Linked DNA regions of Sus scrofa: all the other regions are linked to region 1. The links are chromatin contacts, called in public HiChIP or PLAC-seq and promoter capture Hi-C maps. All regions are on one chromosome and are shown on one strand. The core of a region is the stretch at or near the end of the contact, and the rest is flanking DNA. Distances in the headings are between cores, read along the strand shown.

What was found. Promoter capture Hi-C pulls out the DNA fragments that hold promoters and counts their contacts. HiChIP or PLAC-seq counts read pairs in DNA pulled down with a chosen protein or histone mark.
Region 2: an H3K27ac HiChIP or PLAC-seq map of alveolar macrophages shows a contact between it and region 1. The contact joins the promoter of SURF4 here to the promoter of ADAMTS13 in region 1. A contact is called at or near these places in 1 of 5 promoter capture datasets (liver), 1 of 47 Hi-C or Micro-C datasets (epiblast stem cells) and 1 of 2 datasets of contacts at active chromatin or transcription factors (alveolar macrophages).
Region 3: a contact with region 1 is called in a promoter capture Hi-C map of liver, with 4 times the contacts expected there. The contact joins the promoter of RPL7A here to the promoter of ADAMTS13 in region 1. A contact is called at or near these places in 2 of 5 promoter capture datasets (fetal liver and liver), 2 of 47 Hi-C or Micro-C datasets (epiblast stem cells and liver) and 2 of 2 datasets of contacts at active chromatin or transcription factors (alveolar macrophages and skeletal muscle).

The regions. Positions count from the first base shown.
Region 1 is chr1:273,021,050-273,024,362 of Sscrofa11.1, forward strand. It overlaps ADAMTS13 (A disintegrin and metalloproteinase with thrombospondin motifs 13), which reads left to right and starts at 1,906. Exons shown (of 33, transcript XR_002338121.1): 1 at 1,906-3,276. REXO4 (RNA exonuclease 4) reads right to left here and starts at 904. Exons shown (of 8, transcript XM_003353698.4): 1 at 506-904. The coding sequence starts at 730.
Region 2 is chr1:272,986,478-272,990,193 of Sscrofa11.1, forward strand. It overlaps SURF4 (surfeit locus protein 4), which reads right to left and starts at 2,206. Exons shown (of 6, transcript XM_021071128.1): 1 at 1,982-2,206. The coding sequence starts at 2,029. It overlaps STKLD1 (serine/threonine kinase-like domain-containing protein STKLD1), which reads left to right and starts at 2,290. Exons shown (of 19, transcript XM_021071230.1): 1 at 2,290-2,569. The coding sequence starts at 2,555.
Region 3 is chr1:272,959,774-272,963,502 of Sscrofa11.1, forward strand. It overlaps RPL7A (60S ribosomal protein L7a), which reads left to right and starts at 1,648. Exons shown (of 8, transcript XM_021071136.1): 1 at 1,648-1,969; 2 at 2,520-2,640. The coding sequence starts at 1,967. It overlaps MED22 (mediator of RNA polymerase II transcription subunit 22), which reads right to left and starts at 1,845. Exons shown (of 5, transcript XM_021071150.1): 1 at 1,648-1,845; 2 at 1,013-1,162; 3 at 391-471. The coding sequence starts at 1,135. It overlaps LOC110256518 (a long non-coding RNA gene), which reads left to right. Exons shown (of 3, transcript XR_002338110.1): 2 at 328-768; 3 at 985-1,115.

The DNA.
Region 1 (3,313 bases), core at 656-3,155:
AGGAGGGAGGCACAGGGAGCAGCACTTAGCAGACAGAAACCTGGCCCTAACTTTGGGCCACTGATGCGGAGAAAGGCAGCAAGTACCACGTGACATTCAGAACAGGGACTTGGGCATCTGACTCCTGGCTCCACTGGCCCAGCTGCAGTCCTGGACAATTTACTTAACGTTTCTGGCTCTCTCATCTGTAAGATGGAGAGGAACGACCAAGGCCTCTACCTCACCGTGTCCCTGCGCCTGGTGAAATAAGAACACACGTGGATCACCCAGCAGCGACTGCACGTTTTAAGAGCTCAGCACCTGGAGGCAGCTGTCATCTATTAAAGACCCGGAGTGTTGCTAGAATCCTCCGGCCCAGGTTCCCGCTCTGCTCTCGCCCCGAGCTCGCCACCGCCTGTGAAAGACTCCGAGCACCGACACAGCGCTCCCTCCGGCCTGCCTCCGCAGCTCCCGGGGCCCCGCAAGCCCTTCTCCTTCTCTCCACTCGGGGAGGCCCTGCCCTTACCTCCCGCAGAACCTTCCAGTTTTGGGAAAAGTCCTCTGGTGCCTTTGGAGGCCGCACCGCGACCCCTCTGGGGTCGTTCCCCGGCTTCGTGCTCGCTTCTCGGGCTTTGTTCTTCCAGAACCTTTTCTTTCTGTTTTTCTTCCGACTCGGCTTCTTGACGAGCCCGGGCTCAGGCGCCGGGTCGCCCGGGGCGCGCTCGGGGGCCAGCATCCTCGCCTTCGCCATCGCGGCACCGACCCGGCCCCCGCGCCCATCCACGGCGGCGCCGCCGCGGCCCCGGAGCCGGGCTCTGCCCGCCGAGCACGGGCCCCGCCGCCCCTAACTCGCCGGCCCGGGGAAAAAACACCAGCGCTCCAGACCCCGGAAGCCGCCCCGCGCGCGTCTCCGCACGTGCGTCCCGGTCCCCGGAAGCGCTCGTCTCTCCGAGGCCGGCTGGAAACCCGGCCCTCGCCGCTGGTTCCGCGCGGCCGGGAGCGGGGCGGAGCTCTCGGTCCCCCAGAGGAAAACGGCCGCCAGCCCGGTCGGCGGCCCGGGATCAGGTTGGGGTAAGCGCGGGAACGCACCGAGAGCCCACGCGGGGCAGAGAAACGCGAGCGCCGGAAGGGACCGAGGGGGCCGCCGTCGTTGTAGCGCCGCTGCTGGGCCGGCGCAGCACTGGCGCAGGCGGCCGCCAGGGGGCGCTGGGCGGCCGGGCCTGGAGCGCCGGAGGCGGAGCCCAGACTCCCCCGGCTTTGCGACGGGAGACGGAGGCTCAGGGATGAAAGGGGGTCCCCAGGTCGCCCAGCCTGCTTTACCAAAGCCATAGGGCTGCCATTTCCCATAACAAAAACGAAGCATTGCATTTAGCGTTCTCTGTTATTTTAACTCACGAGCACACCTGCCTGGCCCTGACTGTACCTCGTAAATAACCTACATTAGACCTCTGCACCCCGAAGCTTCGGTTCCGGTCTCTGTATGTGCCTGGGAGCCTCTGGGGAAATACAGGTACTAAGTCAACAATCTTGGAGAGCAGTAACTACAATCAAGATGATAAAATGAGGTGCTGGGTTATGAGGCCCCCAAACAAGATGCAAGATGCCCAGAAAAACAGGAATTTCAGATAAAGTCTACTTTTTATAAATATGTTTCATATAATAGCTGCAGTATTGGGGGCATACTTAACACACACACACACACACACACAAAATCCGGAGAGTTCCTGTTGTGGCACAGAGGAAACGAATCCGCTAGTGTACCTGAGGATATGGGTTTGATCCCTGGCCTTGCTCTGTGGGATAAGGATCCAGCGCTGCCGTGAGCTGTGGTGTAGGTCACAGATGCAGCTCGAATCTCCTGTTGCTGTGGCTGTGGTGGAGGCTGGCAGCTGTAGCTCCAATTGGACCCATAGCCTGGGAACTTCCACATGCTGCAGGTGCGGCTCTAAAAAGGAAAAAAAAAAAAAATCCATTGTTTATCTGAAATTCAAATTTCACTACTGTCCTGATTTTTGTCTTCTAAATGTGGTACCTTCTCTCCCTGGAATGGGTGGGGCACTTAGATGGTGCCTAGAAGGAGGTGCCATTTGAGCTGAAACTCGATTGAGCAGACCAGCGGCCAGAGGGAACAGCAAAGCATTGGATGTATTTGAGGCATGAAAGGCAGGCTGGTGGGGCTACAGGTCTTTGGGCACAGGGGGGAGGGATGGGGAGGCAGGCAGAGGGCCGGACAGGGGCCAAACCTTGGATTATAGGGCCTCTGAGGCTCAGGATGGAGTTTGGACCTTTTCTTCTAAGGAGAAAGGGGAGCTATGGATTGTTTTGAAGAGGGGGAGTGATGAAATGGGATGGGGGGGTGGGAGAGAGGGAGAGCAGGCAGCCCTGTTGGGAGCCCATTCCAGTTGCCCAGGCCAGCGAGGAGCAGCCTGGATTGGGGCCACGTGTCGGTTTGGGTCTGTGGGAAGCGGTTCCAGGGATGGAGTTGGGAAGGCACGCCTTTAGTTGGGGTGGAATGCCTGCGGGAGGTAAAGGGCGGGGCAGGGAGTGCCTCACACCTACTGACCCTGAGGCTGCAAAGTGGGCCGGCCCAGGTGGATGGGCAGGTGCGTCTTCCCTGGTACCCAGCCTGAGGAGGGGGCTGAGGCAGGCAGGGACCAAGGCCGATTCTCACCCCCACCCCCACCCCCACCCCATTAGCCATCCACTAAGATGGGAGAGGCACCCCGAAGGTGGGAGAGAGTTGTATGAATCTTACAAGTGGAGCGGACCTCGGGTGGCCTGTGATGCTGAGCGCAGTGGATGCCCCCAGCCGGGTTCTGTGACTGGCACAGACCAGGCAATCGCGGAGCGGGAGGGAGTGAGGACAGGAGACTGGAGACACAGATCCTGGGGAGCAGGGTTCCCAGAGAGCAGGCGGGGCGGTGCCTCAGACTGAGCCAGGGTACTCCCACATGGGTGATGAATCCCCTCCCCCGCTCCGGGCTCCCAGGCGCAGGACTGCAGCTCTGAGCCAAGGCCAGGTTGCGGCAGGAGGAGCCTGCAGGCCGCCCAGCCCCGTGGCCCCTGCCCTGGGAGGAAGTGCCGCGAATAAACACTGCCTAACCGTCCAGCGCAGCGGGTCTGTCACACTCCTGCCGCCGACCAGATCTCAGCCGCCAGGCTCTCCCGCCCCCCGCCGGGCCAGCAGGCTTTCTGAGGATGAGGGTGAGAGACCTTCGCCTCCGGGGGCGATGCGTGCGAGGAATCCTCACGTCTCTCTTCCTCCTGGGCTGCTGGGGGCTCTCCCGTTTCCCGCAGGTGGGTGGATCCACGGATGCGGTGCCAGGCCCCTGGG
Region 2 (3,716 bases), core at 956-3,455, 34 kb before region 1:
TTTTTCCGGGCTGGAGAGTGAGTGTACAGCGCTCTCACGGCTCCCGTGGCTAAAAGGAGCCATCTTCTTAGGTAGTTGCTACTTGGGGAAATAAAACTGGGTCACCAAAATTATGTCAATGAAAACTGACGAACAAAGCAAGCCTCTTTGGTTTTCGAGAGCTCTGGATGTGAACTGTTTTTTCGAAGGATACAATTTTCGGACTCCGCCTGGTGACCTGAGGAAGAGCTACTTCTTCATGTTGACAGACGGGTTTTCACTCCCAAACTGGCTCTACAGTATCAGCTCGCAGCAAAGCGGTGCCCAGAAAACCCAACAAGCAGGCCACACTAAAGAGACATCCCCCCTTAATCTCCTTCACCAATAGCTGATCGGAAAACCCACTTACTTTTTTTTGGGGGGGGGGGCATGCTGACAGCATGCGGAAGTTCCCAGGCCAGGAATCGAACCCAAGCCACAGCAGTGACAAGGCTGACTCCTTAACCCACTGCGGCACAAGGGAACTTCACTCACTTTTTTTTTTTTTTGTCTTTTCTAGGGCCGCACCCGCAGCATATAGAGGTTCCCAGACTAGGGGTCTAATCGGAGCTGTAGCTGCCAGCCTACACCACGCCAGATCCTGAACTCACTGAGTGAGGACAGGGATCGAACCCACAACCTCATGGTTCCTAGTCGGATTCGTTAACCACTGTGCCACCAAGGGAACTCCATTCACTCACTTTTTAAAAATCTCACACACAGACATACACACCTACCTTCCAATAAGCCCGGCCTCAGAGTATGATTAATCAGTAGCACCCTCCAAAAAATGAGACATGTAACCTCACTACTTTTAACTCTGGCAAAGCCACAAACACATTAAAGGAGCCATTTAGAGCTCGGCAGTCGGGTCAGACCCGGACCTTCCTGGGAAAAGGGTGTAGAAGGTCTGTAGACATAGCGGACGCTGAGAAGTAAAAGGCACGGGACTTAATCACACCACCGTGCTCTTTGGGCTCAACTTAATCCAAAAAGAGAACGGAAGCTCCGTCCTCCTCCCGCCTTGCAAGACCTGGTTCTGCGCACCCATGTTTTGAACACCTTTTCCACTGACTCAACCGCCTGCTTCGCGGGCTTCCCTGTTGCTCGGAATGCCACCTGTACACTCTGGGAAGGGGGCAAGCAGGAAGACAGGCCTCCCCTCCTCCCCGGCTGGTGTACATCTAGATACCCATTCATTTCAGCCCCAGGGCAGAGTCCAAGCCGGGAAGGAAACGCAGGCAGTGGTCAAAGGGACCCCGCCACTCCGACACATCTGGGAAAGAGGAAAGAAAAAGCCCCGGGGCTCTCGGGAGGGGGCATGCCCAACAGGGAGCCCCCTTCCTCGGGGAGGACGCCCAGGCCTCCGGTCTGACCACCCTCTACTGGGGATCGGCTCCCCGCCCGGCCCCCTAAGACTGCCCAGAAAAAGGGAAAAGCGCGCAGAGACCACTCAACGGTGCAGAATGGAGAGGGCGCTCCGCAAGCACCCCCACCCCGGCCCGCGGGCCCCTTCTCAGGAGGCAGCCACTCGCACCCCTCACTTTCTAGCAGGGGCCGGCCCGGGCACCGAGCCGGGCGCCCAGGCAGGAGCCCGGGAACACACCCAGAGCCCCGGTGGGGAGGCGGCGCAAGGGCAGGCCGGGCCCGGAGGCCGGGCTTGAGGGTGTCCCAGGCCGGGACGGGCGGCGAGCCCAGGAGGGAGGGCCCCGGTTGGGGGAGGGGGCGCGATCCCTCCGGTGGGGTCGGGAGCGGGGAGGGCCCGGCCCAGGCCTCGGGGCGGCCCTGCGGGCTGGGGGCCGGCTCTGCGGGCGGCCGGGGGCCCGGGGCCGGGCCCGGGGGCGGCGGGCGGCCCGGGCGGGGGCCCCGGAGGTGATTCAGGAGAGGGGGCCGAGGGACTCGGGGGAGGGGGCTCGGGCGGGCGGGCGGCCGGGGGAGGGGCGGCCGAGCCCGCAGGCCGCACCTGGTCGGCGAAGTCCTCGGCCGTGCCCATCAGGTCGTTCTGGCCCATGGCGGCGGCGGGAGGCTCGGCTCGCTCGCTCGCTCGCTCCCTCGGCGCTCGGCCCGTCGGCGCCCGCGCCCGCTGCGGCCTCCACAGGAAGTGCCCGGCGGCCGGCCTCGCTCCCCGTCCGCTGCTCCAGCGGCTGCCACGTAGGCCAAGCCTTAAAGGGGCCGCGCCGCAGGGCCCGCCCCGGCCGCGCCTTAAAGGGGCCGCGCGCCGCCCGCCGCGCTCTGGCCCCGCCCGCCGCGCTTCGGCCCCGCCCGCCGCGCTCCAGGCCCCGCCCGCCGCTCTCTGGCCCGGGCGGCCCCTTTAAGGGCAGCCGGGCCGCGAGGGCCCCCTTGCTGGAGGGACGCGCGGGCGCCCCAGCGGACACCGTTTGGGCAGAGAGGGTCCCCGGGCGGGGGATGGGCGCTCCCGGGAGGCGGTCCCGACTGAGCATGCTCAGTCGAGGGTCCGACTGCGGCGCGGACTGAAGGTGCACGCCAGCGCCCAGCGGAGGGAGAGAGAAGCCAGGAGTCTCCCCCCCAAGACACCATGGAAAAGTACCAGGTGCCGAGCTGTCCCCTAGCGGGGAAGCAGGGGCAACGAGGGGTCGATGGTCAGGGGCGAGCCCAGGACCTGGATCCCTGCCACCACTCCCGGTCCCTGGCCGGTTTAACGGTCACAGTCCCTGGGAGGCAGCCAGGGACCAGGTCCGAACCCAGGGAGGCAAGGGACCCTTGTTATGGCCAGTGTCTGCCTCTAGCGCATAGGGGGACCTCGGGTTCCTCCAGAGGTGACCTCGTGTGTGCCCTTTGCCCCTCTGGGCCTGATGGATGAAGTTAAGACCTCTTCAATCTGAATATTTGAGGACGGCAGACATCATCCTTTTCCCCCTTGGGTCCATGTGCTTTGGCCCAGGGACACTGAACTCCCTAGAACGTTCAGAATTCATAACTGGAAGCCCCCAAACTCCTAAAACACCTGGTCAGTAGTCCCTAGTGAGGGGACTTGGGTCTTTCGTGGACCTGTAAAAATGTTTAGGACCTAAAAAAAGTCACAAAACAAAAGGAAAGCTGCAAAATACAAGTGACTGTTTAACTAAAGGCATGACATGTCAACTGTGTTAAATGTTAGATTCAGTCTGTAGAAAAGTTCATTAGGAGTTCCCTTCGCAGCTCAGCAGTTAACGAACCCATCTAGGATCCATGAGGATGCGGGTTCGATTCCTGGCCTCACTCAGTGGGTTAAGGATCCAGCGTGGCTGTGGCTGTGATGTAGGCCAGCAGCTACAGCTCCGATTAGACCCCTAGCCTGGGAACCTCCAAATACCATGGGTGTGGCCTTAAAAAAAAAAAGTTCATTAACTTGATGGAGTTCCCTGGTGGCTCATCAGGTTAAGGACCTGCATTGTCACTGCTGTGGCTCAGATCACTGCTATGGTGCAGGTTCGGTCCCTGGTCCGGGAACCTCCACGTGTTGCAGGTTTGGCCAAAAAAAAAAAAAAAAAAAAAAAAAATTCATTAATTTGAAAATAATCTGTATGTTAGATATTTCTCACTTTGTGAAGGTTCCTTTTGTTGTAGAGGGAGTCAGCCAGTGGTAAAACAAATGAGTTTCTGATGGCCAGAGATTTTGAAAAGCAAAGTTACTTTTTCAGGGAGAAATAAAGACTTGGTCTAAGCCCTGGGAGCATTTTACTGTTTAATTTGTCCCT
Region 3 (3,729 bases), core at 398-2,897, 62 kb before region 1:
GCAGTCCCCCTGCCAGGCTTCCTTTGGGACCCTGTCCTGGGTATTTCCAGTCATGGGCTCATGCCTTTGGAAAGATTTGGTTGCTGTGCTTGTTCTGTGACATCCAAACGCACATCCTGTTTCTTTGGTAATTTGCTTCCCCCATTTACAGAGAAGCTCCCACAAGACTCAACCCCTTTCTATCCAACCCCAACCCCAACCCCCGCCCCCCACAGCACCCTACAGGGTGCGTGTGGCCAGCTGCCTGCCAGCTCCTTACACGGCTGCCCTGGACAGCCCTCCTCTGGAGGGGAGTCTCCTGAGAAGTGGTTCCCCCCACACACCCAGGAGAGCCCAGTAGGGACCAGAGGCTCCTGCAACTCCGGCTGTCCCCTCCGCCTGGTGACTCACGATGTTGGCGGCTCGCACGTGCATCTCGTAATTGTCCTGTTCGCCTTGAGTGGCCCTCGACACCTGGGTCTCGTCCTCAATCTGGAAGGCCAACAAGCAAGCCGAGAGCTAGCAGGTGCCCCCGCCCACAGGTACCTGGCAGCAGCCTGTCTTGCCCTCTGCACGGGGTCCTGCTAACCAGACCTCAGGCAGCGTTCGCCCTCACCCCGTCTCGTCCTGTTTGAAAGAGATAACAGGTACCCTCATCAGGGGTAATGGACCCCTAAGTATGCCAGCTGCTGGGCCAGGTGCGCGGAGAAGGAAGCAATGCTGGATGCTGGATCCTGGCACTTCGACTGGAGTCCCCACAACTGCCACCCCAGAGCCTGTGAGAAGCTGGTTGGTTTATTTATCTGTTGACTTGTTGGTTATTGTCAATCCGTCCCAGTGTTCTCCCCGTGGGACAAGGGTTTTGCCTGTGGAGTCACTGCTGTGTCCCCACTGCCTGGCATGGAGCACCCATGTTCAGCGGGTGGGTTGAAAGCAGGGGCCCGAGCCCTCTCCACCCACAGCCGTCCGCGATCTCTGCACCCCCACTCCTTCTCGTGGTCTCAGCAGCGGCAGGAGACAGCAGCGCACCCACCTTGGCGGTCTTGATGATCTCGGTGAAGTTGTCCATGATGGACTTGACGTCGTCCTTGAGCCGCTTGTTGTAAGACTGCAATAGCGTCTCCTTGCTCTGGGGCAGGGCTCTCTGCTGGGCCATGGCGGAGCCTCAGGCAGGGCAGGTCACCTGGAACCCAGAGTCTGTGTGAGCGGGCCAGACCCCAGCCACCCACCCTCCAGCCCCCGACTTCAGCAGCCCTCCGGAGAGTCCCTGTCTGCCAAACACACCCGTTCAGGCGTCCGGATACAGGTGCACCCTCCCCGGATCCGGGGCGGCCTTCTCGGGGGCCAGGCCCCCCGCGTCCCCACCGGCTCCTGCCAACGGCTCCCCCGCCACCACCCCGGCAGGAGGAGCCGTCGGGACCCTACCTCAACCCCTCCAAACGCCCTTGGCCTTCACTCCACTCCGCTGCCCCCCGGCTCCACGCAGGACCCCCGAGCGAGGGCCACCTCTGGGCGGCTCGCTCCGGGGTCCCTGCCAGAACCACCCTCCCGCCCCCAGCCATGCGCCTCCAGGCTGCACGCTCCAGGCAGGGTGGTCCCCGGCCCGGGCCCTGGTGCTCGGCCCACCGACTGCACTCGCGGCTTTTAAGCCATTTTGGGGTAAATCACCTGAGAAGGACGCCGACCCGGCCGCGCCGCCCCAAGCCCACACCTGGTCCGCAAAGCCGGGACCCGGAGGGCCTGGCCGGGGCCGAGTGGAGGACAAGTGCTAGCCCCTCACGGGAAGTCCTGGCTTCCCCGCGCCTTTACGCGCCCCTTCCCGGCAGCTCCCACCAGGAGGCACTAATCTTCGGCTACTGGACGGGAGAAAGGAGTCCTGTCACTTTAAATCCGAAATCCCGCGCAGTCGTCAGCTCTCGCGATCTCCGAGGTTGCCTACATATTACCCACAATTCCCTTTCCTTTCTCTCTCCTCCCGTTGTCCAAGATGGTGAGTGAGCCGCGCTCCGCGCTGCCAGTTTCGGGTTTGGGTTCTATCCGCTGCCATCCTTCTCGGGGCGGGGGCGCGCGGGGGTACCTACACCGCCCGGCGCGAGAAGAGGCCTGGGGGGCCTGGTCTAGAGTCACTGGGGCCGGTTAGAGCCCCCGGCGGCTGAGCCGGCAGAGGGGGATCCGGGGAGCGCAGCGCCGCATTGCGGGGCCGGGGGCGGGCCCGGCCGAGGCGCTCCGGCGCCCTGGGAGCCGCCCTAGGGGCCTTGGGCTGAGTCGGCTGATTCTGTGTGGGGCCCGCCGAACGCCGGCCTCGGAGGAGGGCCCCTGTCCCCGTGGCGGAGAGGGAGGGACGGGGCGTCGGGGCTCGTGCAGATGATGTGAAGGAATAGTTGCTGTCCGAGTGGCGGTGAGGACGACCCAAACCACCAAGATCGCTGATGCACGGGCGGGGCGCGGGCTGGCTGCGGAGACGGCCGGGTCTGCGGGGAGCCCCGCGCCCTGAGAGCAGCGTGCGGGGGGGCGGGGTAACCGTGTCTCCTTGTGCCCAGCCCAAGGGGAAGAAGGCCAAGGGCAAGAAGGTGGCCCCGGCCCCTGCCGTCGTGAAGAAGCAGGAGGCCAAGAAGGTGGTAAACCCCCTGTTTGAGAAAAGGCCGAAGAATTTTGGCATCGGTGAGTGGAAGACCGGGCGGCGTCGATCGGCTTTTTAAACGGCGCTCCCCGCGAAAAGCAGCTTGTTGAGCAGGTTACGTTACGTCGGTCGACGAAGGAGATGCAGCCTGAAAGTTGGGGGTTGAGTTTTATTCGGGGTGAAAGGAGGACTTGAGCCTGAGGGACAACATCTCGGGAAGCCCCGGAAACCGCCCGGAGCAGGGGAGGCGGGGGTGCGGGATGCGTGAGTTTCACACTGAAGGGAAGGTGGTGGGAACGAGGCCTTTACGGGAGAGCGGTTTGTCAGGGAAGGGGTGAGGGTCTGGGCTTCCTGGAACCACTGCTTTGGTTTGCACCTCAGCTGCGGCCCGTCTGCGTTTCTTCCCCGAGTCCCCTCGGGGCTCGCTGGCTGTGGGCCCTCGGGAGATGCGACCGTGACGTCTTTTGTCCACTACCTGCCGGTGGGGAAGCAGGATTTCAGAGAGCTCTGAAAGCGTAAGGTCTTGGTCCGGGGCGGGGGCGGGGGCAGCGCTGCAGTCAGGGGGCGTTTCTACAGGATGTGCTGCTGGTCTCGTGGAGGTCGCTGCTGGTCACAGACGTCAGGCAGGGTTGAAGGACTTTAGTGTTTTTCTGGGCAGGAGGAGACGGAAAAATGGGACTCAATCTCCTAAAAACATCTATCTGGAGGCCCGTCCTACCAGTTTTCCCAGAGCTCTGAGTGCCTCCCTCCTGGTCTCCACCCTGAGCTCTGCTGGAGGGGCTGCGGGTCAGCAGCTGCAGCGGCTCGTGTCTCACTTCACGTGTGGAGGCTGGTGGCAAGGCCAGGCCTCCGTTCACACGTCCTTCCTGGATTTCAGTGGGCTTGGAGTCGTGGCTCCTTGGACTGGGTTTCTCACGTTCTGCCGGGTTTTACCCATGAACGGGGATCGGTTCTTGAATTTCTACCTCTGAACTTTGAGATGGGGCAGTGGTACTGCATCCTTCGCGGCCTCCCTGGAAGCCCCTGCGTCTGCGTCAGCTTCGGGCCTAGATCCTGGCCTTTGGGATTCAGCTTGATGGTCGGGCTCTCCCGGAGCAGAGGCAGTCGGAGGGCAGGGCTGACGTTTGCCT